Regions from separate parts of the Mus musculus genome. Here all the other regions are linked to region 2. A link is a contact called in public HiChIP or PLAC-seq and promoter capture Hi-C data. All regions are on one chromosome and are shown on one strand. The core of a region is the stretch at or near the end of the contact, and the rest is flanking DNA. Distances in the headings are between cores, read along the strand shown. Region 1 holds the start of Dennd6a (DENN/MADD domain containing 6A). Region 2 holds the start of Anxa11 (annexin A11). Region 3 holds the start of 4933413J09Rik (RIKEN cDNA 4933413J09 gene).

What was found. Promoter capture Hi-C pulls out the DNA fragments that hold promoters and counts their contacts. HiChIP or PLAC-seq counts read pairs in DNA pulled down with a chosen protein or histone mark.
Region 1: a contact with region 2 is called in an H3K27ac HiChIP or PLAC-seq map of embryonic stem cells, with 2.5 times the contacts expected there. The contact joins the promoter of Dennd6a here to the promoter of Anxa11 in region 2. A contact is called at or near these places in 1 of 39 promoter capture datasets (embryonic stem cells) and 3 of 115 datasets of contacts at active chromatin or transcription factors (embryonic stem cells and pancreatic cancer cells).
Region 3: a contact with region 2 is called in a promoter capture Hi-C map of neural stem cells. The contact joins the promoter of 4933413J09Rik here to the promoter of Anxa11 in region 2. A contact is called at or near these places in 1 of 39 promoter capture datasets (neural stem cells) and 2 of 115 datasets of contacts at active chromatin or transcription factors (embryonic stem cells and stem cell-derived neural progenitor cells).

The regions. Positions count from the first base shown.
Region 1 is chr14:26,576,299-26,580,881 of GRCm38.p6, forward strand. It overlaps Dennd6a (DENN/MADD domain containing 6A), which reads left to right and starts at 3,252. Exons shown (of 20, transcript NM_001134465.2): 1 at 3,252-3,564. The coding sequence starts at 3,337.
Region 2 is chr14:25,840,474-25,844,811 of GRCm38.p6, forward strand. It overlaps Anxa11 (annexin A11), which reads left to right and starts at 1,682. Exons shown (of 15, transcript NM_013469.2): 1 at 1,682-1,822.
Region 3 is chr14:26,355,449-26,359,541 of GRCm38.p6, forward strand. 4933413J09Rik (RIKEN cDNA 4933413J09 gene) reads left to right here and starts at 2,099. Exons shown (of 8, transcript NR_038005.1): 1 at 2,099-2,227.

The DNA of each region.
Region 1 (4,583 bases), core at 2,002-4,501, 740 kb after region 2:
ATGTTCACACTTTTGTTGTTGTTAAAGCTATAAAAATTGCTTAAATACCAGGAGTTTGGTTAGGGGTGAGTAGGGAAGTCTGGAATGATTTTAATCTTGTGCTCAGTGTTCTTGGTAATACTGGAAGAGCAGCAAAGCCAGGCATTCAGTTAGGGTTTTTTGGCTCAAGCAGCCGACCCTGTCTTAAGTGCCTCTCACATGGGAAAAACAACAACGAGAAGCCTACCACCTAGGGCTTCAGAGGACAGGATGCATAACCTGAGCCAGGGCTGTGACCTGGCTGCCAAGCCAAGCAAATATGATCTGAAGTGGCATTAACAGAAGGCTACTGGCCAGTGTAAGAAAGGGAAGAGTCCAAAGGTTCACTTTGCTGGGGCTAGCTCACACCTAGAGAATGGTGCTTCCTTCTATGTCTTAAAACTGATTCAACAACTCCAAGTTTACCCAGGTTGGGTGACTCCATGATTAACTGCTAGAATCCTTTGAAGAAAGACGGACAAATTTGGGGTAGTTTACCCAGGAAGCTAGACATGAGGATGTAGGATGGCTCTTTTGAAACAATCCATGGGCTATCGTCTCTAAAAGCTGGACTCCACAAGAGGAAGGCTTTCCTAGCCCTCATGAACACGCAGAAAAGAGCAGTTCTTATGCTTAAGAGCCACTGCATGTGTGGGATTGGCTGAGCCAGCACCAGAATATTCACATATAGGATGGAAAGTGTGGAGAAACGACCTTGCTCAAGATCCTTTCAGATTTAAAGGCTCTAATGACAAACTCTACAAAGGTTACCATTTCTTTCTGCTTAACCAAAGATTATATAAGGTAGTATGTCAGCCAGGAGTGGTAGATCATGGCTTTAATCCCAGCAGTCTGGAGGCAGATCTCTGAGTTCAAGGACAGCCTGATCTACAGAGCTTGTTCCAGAACAGCCAGGACTGTACCAAGAAGCCCTGTCTCAAACGAATAAACAACAACAACAACAACAACAAAGATAGTATTGCAAAGAATGGTAATTTGTATCCACAGGCCAAGGGTCCAGCACTGTGGAACAGCTGCTCATTAAAGTTTATTTATCATTAATAATAAAATAGCATATAGTAAAGTGTCTGGATTGGGAACACTTTTCTCTTCTTGACAATAAGTCAGGTTAGCAATTACCTTTCACCAATCCAGAAAATAGTTCCAGGAGCTGTTTGTCTATCATGATAATATATGGAGCTAAAGCTGGATACCAGATTTTTTCATTTCTAGCTCACTGTCCTTTCTAATACTAAACAGTACTGTTTTTTTCTGAACAGTAGGTTTAGAACCTTACTTGAATACAGGTTATGTTTTTCTTTCTGAACTGTACTGGTTCTTTGTCACAGGCAGGTTGTTTTAGGCAAGGACAGTTTCTAATTTAAATGTTGTCCCCAGTTAATTCTATGCTATCCAAACTTTCCAGGTGGGACTAGAGAGATAGGTGGCTCAGCAGTTAAGAACACTTGTTGATCTTGTAGAAGAGTAAGTAAGGTTTGGTTCTCAGCACCATCGTGGAGTTTACAACCATCTTTAACTCCAGAGGATCTGGCACCCTCTTCTGGCCTCTGTGCAAACCAAACTCCACTTCAGTACCCATACATACATACATACATACATACATACATACACATATATGCATACATACATACATATAGGCAAAACACTCATATATATAAAAGAAAAATGATAAATACATCTTTAAGAAAGTCTTCAGCATTCATTACTACTCAAGTTTGAGAATACTTGACCATCAAGAGATGGATCATTTCTTGATGGTCAAGAATTTTTATGTGTTTTAATGTTGTTTGCTTGCATTCATGTCTGTGCACCACACACACTCCTGGTGCTCTTGGTGATGAGAAGAGGACATTAGATCCCCTGGAACTGGAGTTACAAACCACCATGTGGGTGTTGAGAATTGAACCTGGTCCTTTGCAAGAGCAGCAAGCGCTCCTAACCACTGAGCCATCAGTTGGAGCCCCAGCTTTGTTCTATGTAAAATAGAAACAGTAATATCACTGCCTTTTGAGGCCGTGGAAAGGCATGGGAATGGGTTTTGATAAATCCATTGTATGTTATCTATCATCTTTTACACACTTTCCTATTGGGTATTACCACGTTTTCTAATTACTTTTTTTTTTGTTTTGTTTTGTTTTTTGAGACAGGGTTTCTCTGTATAGCCCTGGCTGTCCTGGAACTCACTTTGTAGACCAGGCTGGCCTCGAACTCAGAAATCTGCCTGCTTCTGCCTCCCGAGTGCTGGGATTAAAGACATGTGCCACCACGCCCGGCTCTAATTACTTTTGATGAATAAATCCTAGCAGGTGCTGAAAAAAAAATCCTACTTAGTCGTATCATGCTATGCCAATAATCAATAGCAATTCACCAGGGCAGATGTTTCTTGAGTGCCCAGCCTAGAGCTGTCTTGACTTCTTAACAAAGGTAGCTTGAAACCAGGCCCTTCCTCCAGTGTTCAGATAGCATGGTCCAAAGGTGACTGACCAACCCGAGATTCCAAGAAAGTCTGCATATGCGTAAGAGTTGAGAGAGTCCGCCAGACCAATAAAGATGGGAGCTGCCTTGGTAGGGAGGGTATTCGGAGAGTTAAAGTACACATCTCTATCAGGGGACTGCAGGAGTGAACACAGGCTTGCCTTAGAGTTCTTATACTTGCTGGGCTAGTCACGAAGCCTCTCCGAACTTCAGTTCCCTTATCTGTGAAGACAAATTAGCCAGAGGTGGTGGCCCATGCCACTAAACCCAGAATCTTGGGTAGCTGTGGTAGGAGTACCATGAGCTAGAGGCCAGTTGGGACTATGTAAGGCATAGCTAAAAAAGAAAAGAAAGTCCTACCCAACACTTAACAAACAATAGTGTTCACCATAATGATATGTTTAATAAGAGTTAATAGGTGTATTTGAACTTAGCATATCAACTGTCACAGAGTAAAAGTTTAATTAAACTACTGTTAACCACTATGTTTTAGTAACACTTTAATAATGAACTGGGTCGTTCCAAGAATAATTCATTGCTGTATTGTTGTGGATCTGAGATGACGATTCCTGAGCCACTGTTTGAGTTTAGAGAACTGTAAAACCAGCAGGCCAGTCTGAGCGAGCAGCAGAGATAGCCGCGGCTTGTAGGGAAACCACTGAACCCCCCGCTCCCAGGGTCACGTGCCTCGTGGCCGCGCCCCTATTCCGGGAGTCCGGAGCGGCTGCGGCAGCGGCAGCACTCGGTGCGCGTGCGCGGAGGCCTGCGCGCTCTGCGGCGCGGTCCGCAGCGGAGGCGGCTCAAGCGCCTAGGGGGTGGCGGATGGCTCTGCCGGGCCCGGCGGTCTTTGGGCCCGGTTCCCGCGGGTCGTTGGACGAGGCCGGGGCTGAGGGGCGCGAGGCGGCGGCCCTTGCGGCGGCGGGAGTCGCGCTGGAGGACGAGGAGGAGGACGATGGCCGCCGGGGCCTGCTGCGCTGGGACGGCTTCTCGGCCTGGCTACACTGCGTGTGTGTGGTGGGCTTCGACCTGGAGCTGGGCCAGGCGGTGGAGGTGAGGCCGAGCCGCACCCTGTGTCTCCACCCTTGGGCGGCCGGGTCCTGGCCGCTGCTCATCCGGGCGTGGCTCGCAGCCCCTGCGCGGCTCAGCTGGGCGGTGCTTCTCGACCCTTCGGTGGGAGGATCGTGGGCTGCGGCTAGGGGTGAAAAGTTCTTTGTAGGCCCCTCCTAAATACTTGTTGATGTTCCTCTTTAAAAAAACAAAACAAAAAACCAGCGATAACTGGAGGGTAGTGGCACCCAGAAAAGCCTACAGCAGACAGGATGTTTGCTTGGAACTTTCAAGAAAGGAACAATACCCCCTGACATATGTGAATTACAGTAGCCAAACGTGCACGTCCAATCATGTGGGCTGACTGACTGTATTGTCAATTGCGCTAACTCGTAGATCGGTCCACTGAGTCCAAGTCAAAATGCTTAGCATGCATTCTCTCCCTTTTCTCTGTTCCCCATTTCTCTGTGAAATGTCGTTGGGTTCCCATTCCCTCCAAGTCTCTCCCTAGCATTGCAAACAGAATTCAAGGCCTTCTGAAAACTAGGCAAGCTGTCCCCACACCCCTCTCCCGACCCCTGCTGTTTCTTAATACTGATTCTGTGACAATTCCCAGAAACCTAATGTCAGTGGAAAAATTGTTGGCTTATAAATCTGTTAGATATCATAACATCTTACCTAAAAGACCTTTGAATCTCACTCATTTTTGCCATCACTTTGCATCTTTTTTTTTTGTTGTTGTTTGTTAGCATAAAAGATTTGTCTTATTTATCCAAGTGAAAAGTTACTAGAAAGGCATTAGAAAGGTGTATGTCCCGAAGTTTTTGGTATTTTGTTATTGTTCTTTTGGCATCGGTGAAAGATTCTAATCTTATTCTGATTTGGTTGGTCTGGTTGTTCCAAACGAGAAACTGCTGCATCTTTGTCTTTTGTATCGTTACATAGTTCATTTAAATATTGAGTTTTTATTAAGATCTAGGCACCATACAAGTTAGTGGACATACACATAAAAGGATGTTCTC
Region 2 (4,338 bases), core at 432-2,931:
AAGAGCAGACAGTGCTCTTAACCTCTGAGCCATCTCTCCAGCCTGGAGGTTTTCTATGTGATGTTTTGTGTTAGGTTTCAAACCCTGGACCCTCAGAATTCCTCAGTCCTTACCTTACAGCCTGTGGCTGGCATACCCTGCCTTACCTTACAGCCTGTGGCTGGCATACCCTGCCTTACCTTACAGCCTGTGGCTGGCATAACCTGCCTTCTACCCACAACTCTGCAGGCCACGGTACAGGGCTGCTTTTCTCTACATAATATAATGATTTTAGTTACCCCTCCCCCTTTATTTTGTACCTTTAGCTTCTAGCTGCTGTACCTGGTTCTCCTCTCTCACCCATCTCCTTTCCCCTCCCCACTCTCCTCACAAGGCTCTGGGTCATGACCATTCTGGATTCTCCCAGATGTGTCTGCCTTTGACTATGTCTCTTTTTTCTCTACAATAAACCTTCTCCTTCACCATACCTAGGAGTAATCATGTTCCTCTGCTATTTATTTATTTATTTATTTATTTATTTATTTATTCATTCACTCTGAAACCTTAAGCCTGAGTTTCCCGCTGTGAGGCAGTAGCCTGGCAGGCTAGCTCATTCCGATCTGCTGGAGCAAGCAGACCACACCTGCCAACCAGGCTTCTTCCGGCTCTTACAGTCCACTGGGCTCCTAAAATGCAAATGACAAATGGCTTGTTTGCAAATCAAAAGTGGGCCATGAAAGAAGTGTACCCCAGGTGGGAGCTAGATAGTGAAGAATCCGTAAGGGGTGGGGGGAGATCCTGTGCAGTCTTCCGAAGAACCTGGTTGGTCCTGGGGCGTCAGTTGAAAGGACACTCGAATATAAAGTGAGGGGAAAAAAAAATACTGCAATCCTGTTTTATAAACAAATACATTTGCTTAAGCACAGCAAGCAACACAAACGTAGAAGTGTGTTGAACATCTGGAAGGAGGTGCCTAAATGTGAGCTGGGGAGAGTAAGAGACTTAATTTTTATTTTTAAATGTTACACAATCATACTCACTATACTACCTTTTTCTAAATAAACAACCAACGTGGGTCTTCTCCTGTTATTAACATATTAGTATTTTTGCTACAATAGATGTACCAATATTGATGCATTGTTATTAAATCTATATATGGTCCAGATGTCATTGTTTTTTTTAACTTAGTGTCCTTTTCCCAGGATCCCATCCAAGATGTCACATTACTTAGTTTTCATATCTCCATGTGACAGCTTCTCAGACTCCTCTTGTTTTGACAACCTTGAGAGTTTTGGACAGTCCTGAGTTCCTCAATTGGGGCTTGTCTGATATTTCTGCACGATTACTATGGGGTCATGTGTCTCCAGGAGGAAGACACCACACGACAGAAGATCAATATAAATTACCACTGCTGATGTTGGCCCTGGTCACTGGTTGAGGTGGTAATTTTTTCCATTGTGAAGTTTCCTCCTGCCGTACACAGTGACTGTTTTAAGTTTTTTTTCGCTGTCAAACTCCTGAAAATAAACACCCGCGAGAATGTCCTCTCATCCTGAGGTCTAGAGCGGCTTTGCTCCGGAAAGCTCGGGGCTTCCTACAAAGCTACCACTGAAGCGCAACCCTCACCTGTGGGCGTGGTCCCACGCACCCCGCCCCTCCAGAGAGGCTCCGCCCATCTCGTGCGGCTCCGCCCCGGGGCGACAAACGCGGCCGCGCCCGGAGAGTTTTCCGCCTTGCCGGCTCCTCCTTCGACCGTGCGCAGACACTCTCGGGTTAGGATCCAGGAAAGCGGGAGTAGGAAGGAGTTGCTATCCGAGCTCAGTGTCCCGGTCCCTGGTGCCAGGTGCGTGAGGGTCCCGGCGGGCGGCTTCCGCATGAGGGGTATTCGCGCGTGGCGTGGGGTGCAATGTTCCCCCGAGGACAAGGCCCGGAGTTGAACGGGGTCAGGGCAGGTGAGCCTGGGACCGCAGGGTCCCAGGGTGTGCGAACTTGGGGGTGACTGAGGTCTTACCTCAGTGCGCTTCCGGGAGAAGCTTGAGCGGAGCCCAGCGGGCCGAGAAAGCTGTCTTTGGGAACTTTGCTCCGGAACTGCAGGGCGCGGGTTCCTGGACCTGCCACCCTGGGTTTATATAAGGCAGGCTCCTAAGCGGTCCAGAGAATGCACGATTGTGCCAGATGCCGTGTTGCCTGCCTGTCTTCCTTACCGCGTATCCAGCTAGGATCCCTCTGCCCCTGCCCCCGCTTCTCGTTCCAGAGTCTTCAAGAACGCTTGCTTGAGCTTGGCAACCCGGACGTCCCGTGGGCTCAGGCCAGTCTCCTAAAGGCGTACAAGGTGTCAAACAAATCTGGGGGAGAATAGCTAAACTCATGCTGGGCACATTCTCTTTAGAGATTTTTCTCCCCGCCGGCTAATCAGTGGGCGTCCTTGGAGATTGGGTTTCCCAGACCCTACACCTAGAGTGTCAGCCTACCTGTCTGATCCCTTTACAGGATTCAACTAGCTTGCTCCCTGCTTGCTCCGAGGCTGCCTTGCCCCGAGGCTGCCTTATTGCGGAAGAAAGCTACAAATGCGGCCCTGGGTTGGGCTGTTCAACTTTGTTGATGGCGGTGTGTGTCATTGTCGAAAGGATGACTAGACTTGGACCCAGATCCTTGCGGGGAAGGGCCAGGTGTCTTGCTCACCCTCAGCCTGCTCCCATTATTCTCCTTCATTATTTTCTTGCTTCCGTCAGTTGTTGGGAATTCCTGGAGGATTAACAGGGCTGTTCCCCCAAGGCTTTGTCTGTTCTCGGGATTCTCTAGCTGGGGAAGCAAGGTGAGCTCACCCACACAGTCTGTTGCTCTAAGACAGGTGTCCACTTCGGATTCCTCCATCCCTTCCTGATACCTCATTAATTTCTGCACTGTAAAATGAGGGTAATTATAATTCTTATTTCATAGACTCACTGTGAGGATTGTGTGAGTTAATTTGTTGTCTTGTTAATTTGGGGTGGGGGTTGTTGTTGTTTGTTTGTTTGCTTGCTTTTGAAACAAGGTCTACCAATTTAGCATTGGCTGGCCTGGAACTTGCTTTGTAGACCAGTCTGGTCCCAAACTTCAATATCAAGACTCATACAGACCTCTGCCTCCTGAGTGCTGGGATTAAAGGTTTGTGCCACCGGCCAGCAAGTTAATATTTTTAAAAAAGCATTTATATTATTTTTAGTTAAGTGTGTGTATATTCAGTTCCGCTGGAGCTGAAGTTACAAGTTGTGAACGTCCTGAGTCTGAAATCTGGTCCTCATCAAGAGCAGTATTCACTCTTATCCACGGAGAGAGCTTTCCTGTCCTATGGTTAATCTAGTTTTACCTTTCTTGTTTGTTTTTTTGTGTGTCGCCCTGACTGTTCTGGAACTCACTCTATAGACTCTGTTGGCCTTGAACTCAAAGATTTGATTGTCTATGCTTCCTGAGGGCTGGGATCAAAGTTGTATCCCACTACACCAGGCTTATTTTTACAATTTTTAAACAAATTTCATTTTGTATTTATAAGTGTTTTTGTCTTCATGTATGTCTGTGTACCATGTGGGTAGCTGGTGCCCTTGTAAGACAAAGAGGGCATTGGATACCCTTGAACCGGAGTTGTGAACTGCCATGGGGCTACAAGTGCTCTTAACTGCTGAGCCATCACTCCAGCCTCTTGAGTTGTTTTTCTTTTTTTCTTTTTTCTTTTCTGAGACAGTCTCTCTCTCTCTAGTTCTGACTGTCCTGGAACTCACTCTGTAGGCCAGGCTGGCATCAAACTCAGAGAGATCCACCTGCCTCTTCCTCCTGAGTGCTGGGATTAAAAGCATGTATTACCATGCCCAGCAAGTTAATGGGTTTTTAGGGTTTGGGTTTTTGTTGTTGTTGTTTGTTTGTTTGAGACAGAGTTTCTCTGTGTAGTCCTGGCTGTTCTGGAATTCACTCTATAGATCAAGTAGGCCTTGAATTCACAGAGATCTGCCTGCCTTATCTCCCAAATGCTGGGATCAAAGGTGTGTGCCACCATTGCATGGTGCAGGTTGGCCACTGCTGCCTGGCACAAGTTGATGTTTTTAACAGTTCTGCCATGCTCAGGTACTGAGCGGTTAGAACCAGTGGCAACTGATGCACTGTACCTGTGTATCACGGGTGGCTGGAGGATGCATAAAGCACACAAGGCAAAGTGGTGGTGTATAAGTAATCAAATGCGACAGCTAGTAGATAGTACAGCGATAACAAGAGCACAAGGTGCAGCCAGCTTGAACTGCCCTGTCCCAGCACACACCTCTCTGCTCTCTTTTCTTTGTTTGTCCATTCCTTACTTACAAGCCATTCTCTTTAACCTCTCTGTTATTG
Region 3 (4,093 bases), core at 849-3,348, 520 kb after region 2:
CAGGATTTCTATTCCTGCACAAACATCATGACCAAGAAGCAAGTTGGGGAGGAAAGGGTTTATTCAGCTTACACTTCCATGTTGCTGTTCATCACCAAGGAAGTCAGGACTGGAACTCAAGCAGGTCAGGAAGCAGGAGCTGATGCAGAGGCCATGAAGGGACGTTCTTTACTGGCTTGCTTCTCCTGGCTTGCTCAGCCTGCTCTCTTATAGAACCCAAGACTACCAGCCCAGAGATGGTCCCACCCACAAGGGGCTTTTCCCCCTTGATCACTAATTGAGAAAATGCCTTACAGCTGGATCTCATGGAGGCATTTCCTCAACTGAAGCTCCTTTCTTTGTGATAACTCCAGCTGTGTCAAGTTGACACACAAAACCAGCTAGTAAAGACAGGAAGGCCGTTCTTCCTTGACTTCTCTCAGCTAAGGAACTGTGATCTGGAATTAAAAGATGAAATATACCCTTTCTTTTCCCAAATTGCTTTTGGTTGTATATGTGCCTCAGCAATAGAATAAAACTAGGGCACCTTGTTGAGTCGCAGAAGTCCAGGCTATCTGAACAGAGAAGGATCTTCAAATAGTTTTACTCCACCATATTGGAATCCATGTTGGGTTATAAGAGCCTTAAGAAACTGATAAAGTAGGGCTGGGGAGATGGCTCAGCAGTTATGAGCACTGGCTGCTCTCCCAGAGGACCAGGCTCAATTCCCAGTACCTATATGGCAGCCACAACTGTCTGAAACTCCAATTCCTGGGTACCTGACACCCTCACACAGACTTATATGCAGGCAAAACACCAATGCACATAAAATAAAAATAAATGATACGAAATTGATAGAGCTATCAAGCCCAGCCCAGAAAACACATGTTCACAGTAGTGTTGAGATTGTTTCAGGGCTGCACTGACCCTGCTGAAGTTGCTCATGAAGCTACAGCTGAGAACCTCTGGTCTGATGTCTTTCCATCCCGTTTCTCCTGAGGAAATACCTGAGGAGCAAAGGTAGTTGGTTCTCTTCCACCTGAACATCATCATTAGAGGCACAGAGCAACCTAAGGGCAAAGCCTGGTCCTCTTGTTCTACTAACTATTCAGAGTTTGTTTCCTAGTAACAAACATGGTTTCTATCGGAGAAGGAGGACGTTTGAGATGCCTTTGCTTTGAGACAGTGCCATAGAAAGATTTCTTGGCCGGCCTTAGAAAGTAAGCCAGCGGTTGCAATGCAGAACTTTGCAGTCTTCCCTGGGATGCAGATTCCGTTCCAGGTAAGCAGTTGTGCAAAGAGAGAGAGGGTTGTCAGAGAAGGTCTTGAGCTGAAGTCATTATGGAAAGCAAGGTAACTCTGTGATTTGCTTGTGATCTCTGATTTGTGATCTTGGGGCGACACCAAGGAGCACTTTTCTTTCCAGAAATCTCCAAGAGCCCACAGCAAACACTCCTTATGCACATCCAGGTCCTGCAAACATCCACTGCCTTTGACTCTGGAGCTCTGATACAGGTGTGCAGGATGCCATTAAGTGTGCAACAGGTTGGGAGGATTTGTTGGATGTGTGTGTGTGTGTGAAATTCTTGGAATGGGTACTGATTCCATAGAGGTCTTAAATTGGGGATGTCTTAGTTTGGGTGAGAGGCCTTTCCATTGAATCAACGGTTTATTTTAGAATTCTAGGGAAACCCTTGATAATGGGCAGTAGGTGATCAGGTGTGTGTGTGGGGGGGGGTCTTCAAATAGCTTGGGGGCTGGCCTAACTCCTCTCAGCACCTGCTCCTTCAACCAGTGAACTCTGGCCTCCTGAGGCTCCGGAGCGGAGCTGATAGGTCAGGTTCAGGGGCCATGACCCTTCTGAATCTGATGCCTTAGCCTCCAGCCAGAAGGCAGGACAGAGGCAGTGAATGCTGGCAGGAAGTTGTGTTGGCTGAGGTGGTGAGTTCGCATAGCCTTGGGCTCTCAGCCAAATTCCTTTAGCAGCAAATGCAGTTTGCAGGACAGCAAGAAGCCTAGAGGCAGAGTGGGAGTGCCTTTAGGCCAGCCATGCAGCCATCCCCAGCTCCACCCCCTCCTCCTCCACCTCTTCCTTCAGACTCCTTGGGGCAGCAGCCCACTGGGCTACACCCGGGAAGGCAGGATGGAGCCTCTAAGAGTCACCCAAACGTTTCAGCCCCAGGCCTGCTGGCCCTGGCTGGTGGGCCTTCCCGCCTCACAGCTGCCCTCCCCCGAAGACACCGCAAAGGTAGGAAGAAAACAGCTAGGTTGTTACTGGTATCTCTGGAGCCATCTGTCAGCACTGAGCCCCACCAAACGGGACAGGGAGAGAAGTAGTTGAAGGCCACTCTGAAACCACACAGCCGGGAGCTGCTCGCTCGTCCTATGGCAGCAGAGTCTGGCCCAGGCCATGATGGAGGTAGAAACCATGCTCAGATGCAGAGGGAGAGCTGTGCCTAGGCAAATGGCAACAGCTGGAGAAGACAGGGGGGCTCACGGGGAAGCTGCTGCTTCAGGTACACCTGGCCAAGGAGCAGGACCACTTCCAGGACCTGCGCTCTTCACTGAAGAAGACGAAGCGTCACTTGCTGGCCACTCTTTAACTGAAGGGTATCATCTAGCTTTGCCACAGCAAAGGACGTGGGTATCAGTCCCAAGAGGCTCCTGCAGCCTGCTGGCGACCCCTCCTCTCTGCAGTTCACTGAACTTGGCGAGGATCCAGTCCAGGCTATTGCTCTACAAGAGTCAGACCTGTCTTAGCCTACCGTGGAAGAGACCGATGGCATGCCTTGGCCTGAGTTCACACCTCCTGTCTCAGTCCAGAGTGTCTCTGGGGACAACAACACACTACCAAAAGTCTTGCTTCCTATGTTATGATCGCCACCCCTAAAGGATCCTCAGGAGGTCCTCATGTAAGGTGGCTGGGCAGAGGTTGGAGGGCATCCTGCAAGGATGTAGGTCATCCCTTTTGTAAACTCATCATTTATTAGCATTTTGGGAGCCAAAGGTTGCAGTCAGTCAGAAGGGAATCTAGGCCAAGGGCAGAAAGCTTATGTTTTGATCCCTGCTACCCTCACTTGCCTTTTAGGATCACTAGAGCCTTTTCTCTTTGTGTCTCAGTCTTTTAGCTAGCCCGGATTTGAATTATGAAAATTACTCAATTTTCTTTTAGAAACGGCTAGGTCCAGAAAAGCTAAGGAAGTTGCATTGCACCATGGGAAAATCCTGGTAGTTGGGTGAGGCTCAGTTCTCTCCCCAGGAGTCCAGGTCCCTCTCTGGAGGAGAGCTGGAGACTGATTCCTTTGTGGGGTCTCTTTGGAATCGCTGTGTTCTTGCTCTTGAATCTATTATTCCTGCTATCTCAGAACACTGTGGCTTTGAGGGCTTAAAATGCTCAGGAAGGGTTGAGTACCAAGAGTTTTGAATTATTGTTTATTGCTTTATTCGACACGTCCAGAGCCTGGCAACAGCAGCCGTGACTTTGGGCAGGTCCTGCCTGTGCCTTAAGTGTACAGAATAAAATCAATAAAGACAAGCATGTAAGAGGAGAGAGAATGAGGAGAGCAGCAGAAACAACCAACCAACTGCAGCAAAATGCCCTCAACAGCTTGGGGTCAGAGAGCGAAGAGAACCTTTCCTGTGGGGGTTAAAGGCTGTGCTTCTGAAGGAAGTGGTTTTATATGTTTTGTTTTGTTTTTTTCTGTCCACTTGCATCTCCATGAGCCATCTCAAATCTAGCTGAAGGAAACTGACAGCCTAAACAGCCAGCCACATAACAGTCTCTCCTTTGGACTTCTGGCATTCCCACTCTTCTTTCCTCAGACAAGCATCCTATCTCATTCAGTAAATGTGGTTATTAGAGTTTCCCCACAAAGCTGGCAGTCTCCTCAGACAGCCCTCTGAAGTTGCTCAGAAGGGGCTGTCCCATGCCCTAGGAGAAGGACCCCATCAGAGTGAGTTTTCCCTTCTCATCACGTCTATGTATTTTTGAAGAAGGACGTTTGTCAAAGATCTGCTTGCAGGTCTCTCTGAGGAAGTACAGAATTTAGAGGGCAGCTAAGAAGTCCTCACAGGGTTGTACATACATCAGCCCTAGTGTTAATCTCTGGTCTAA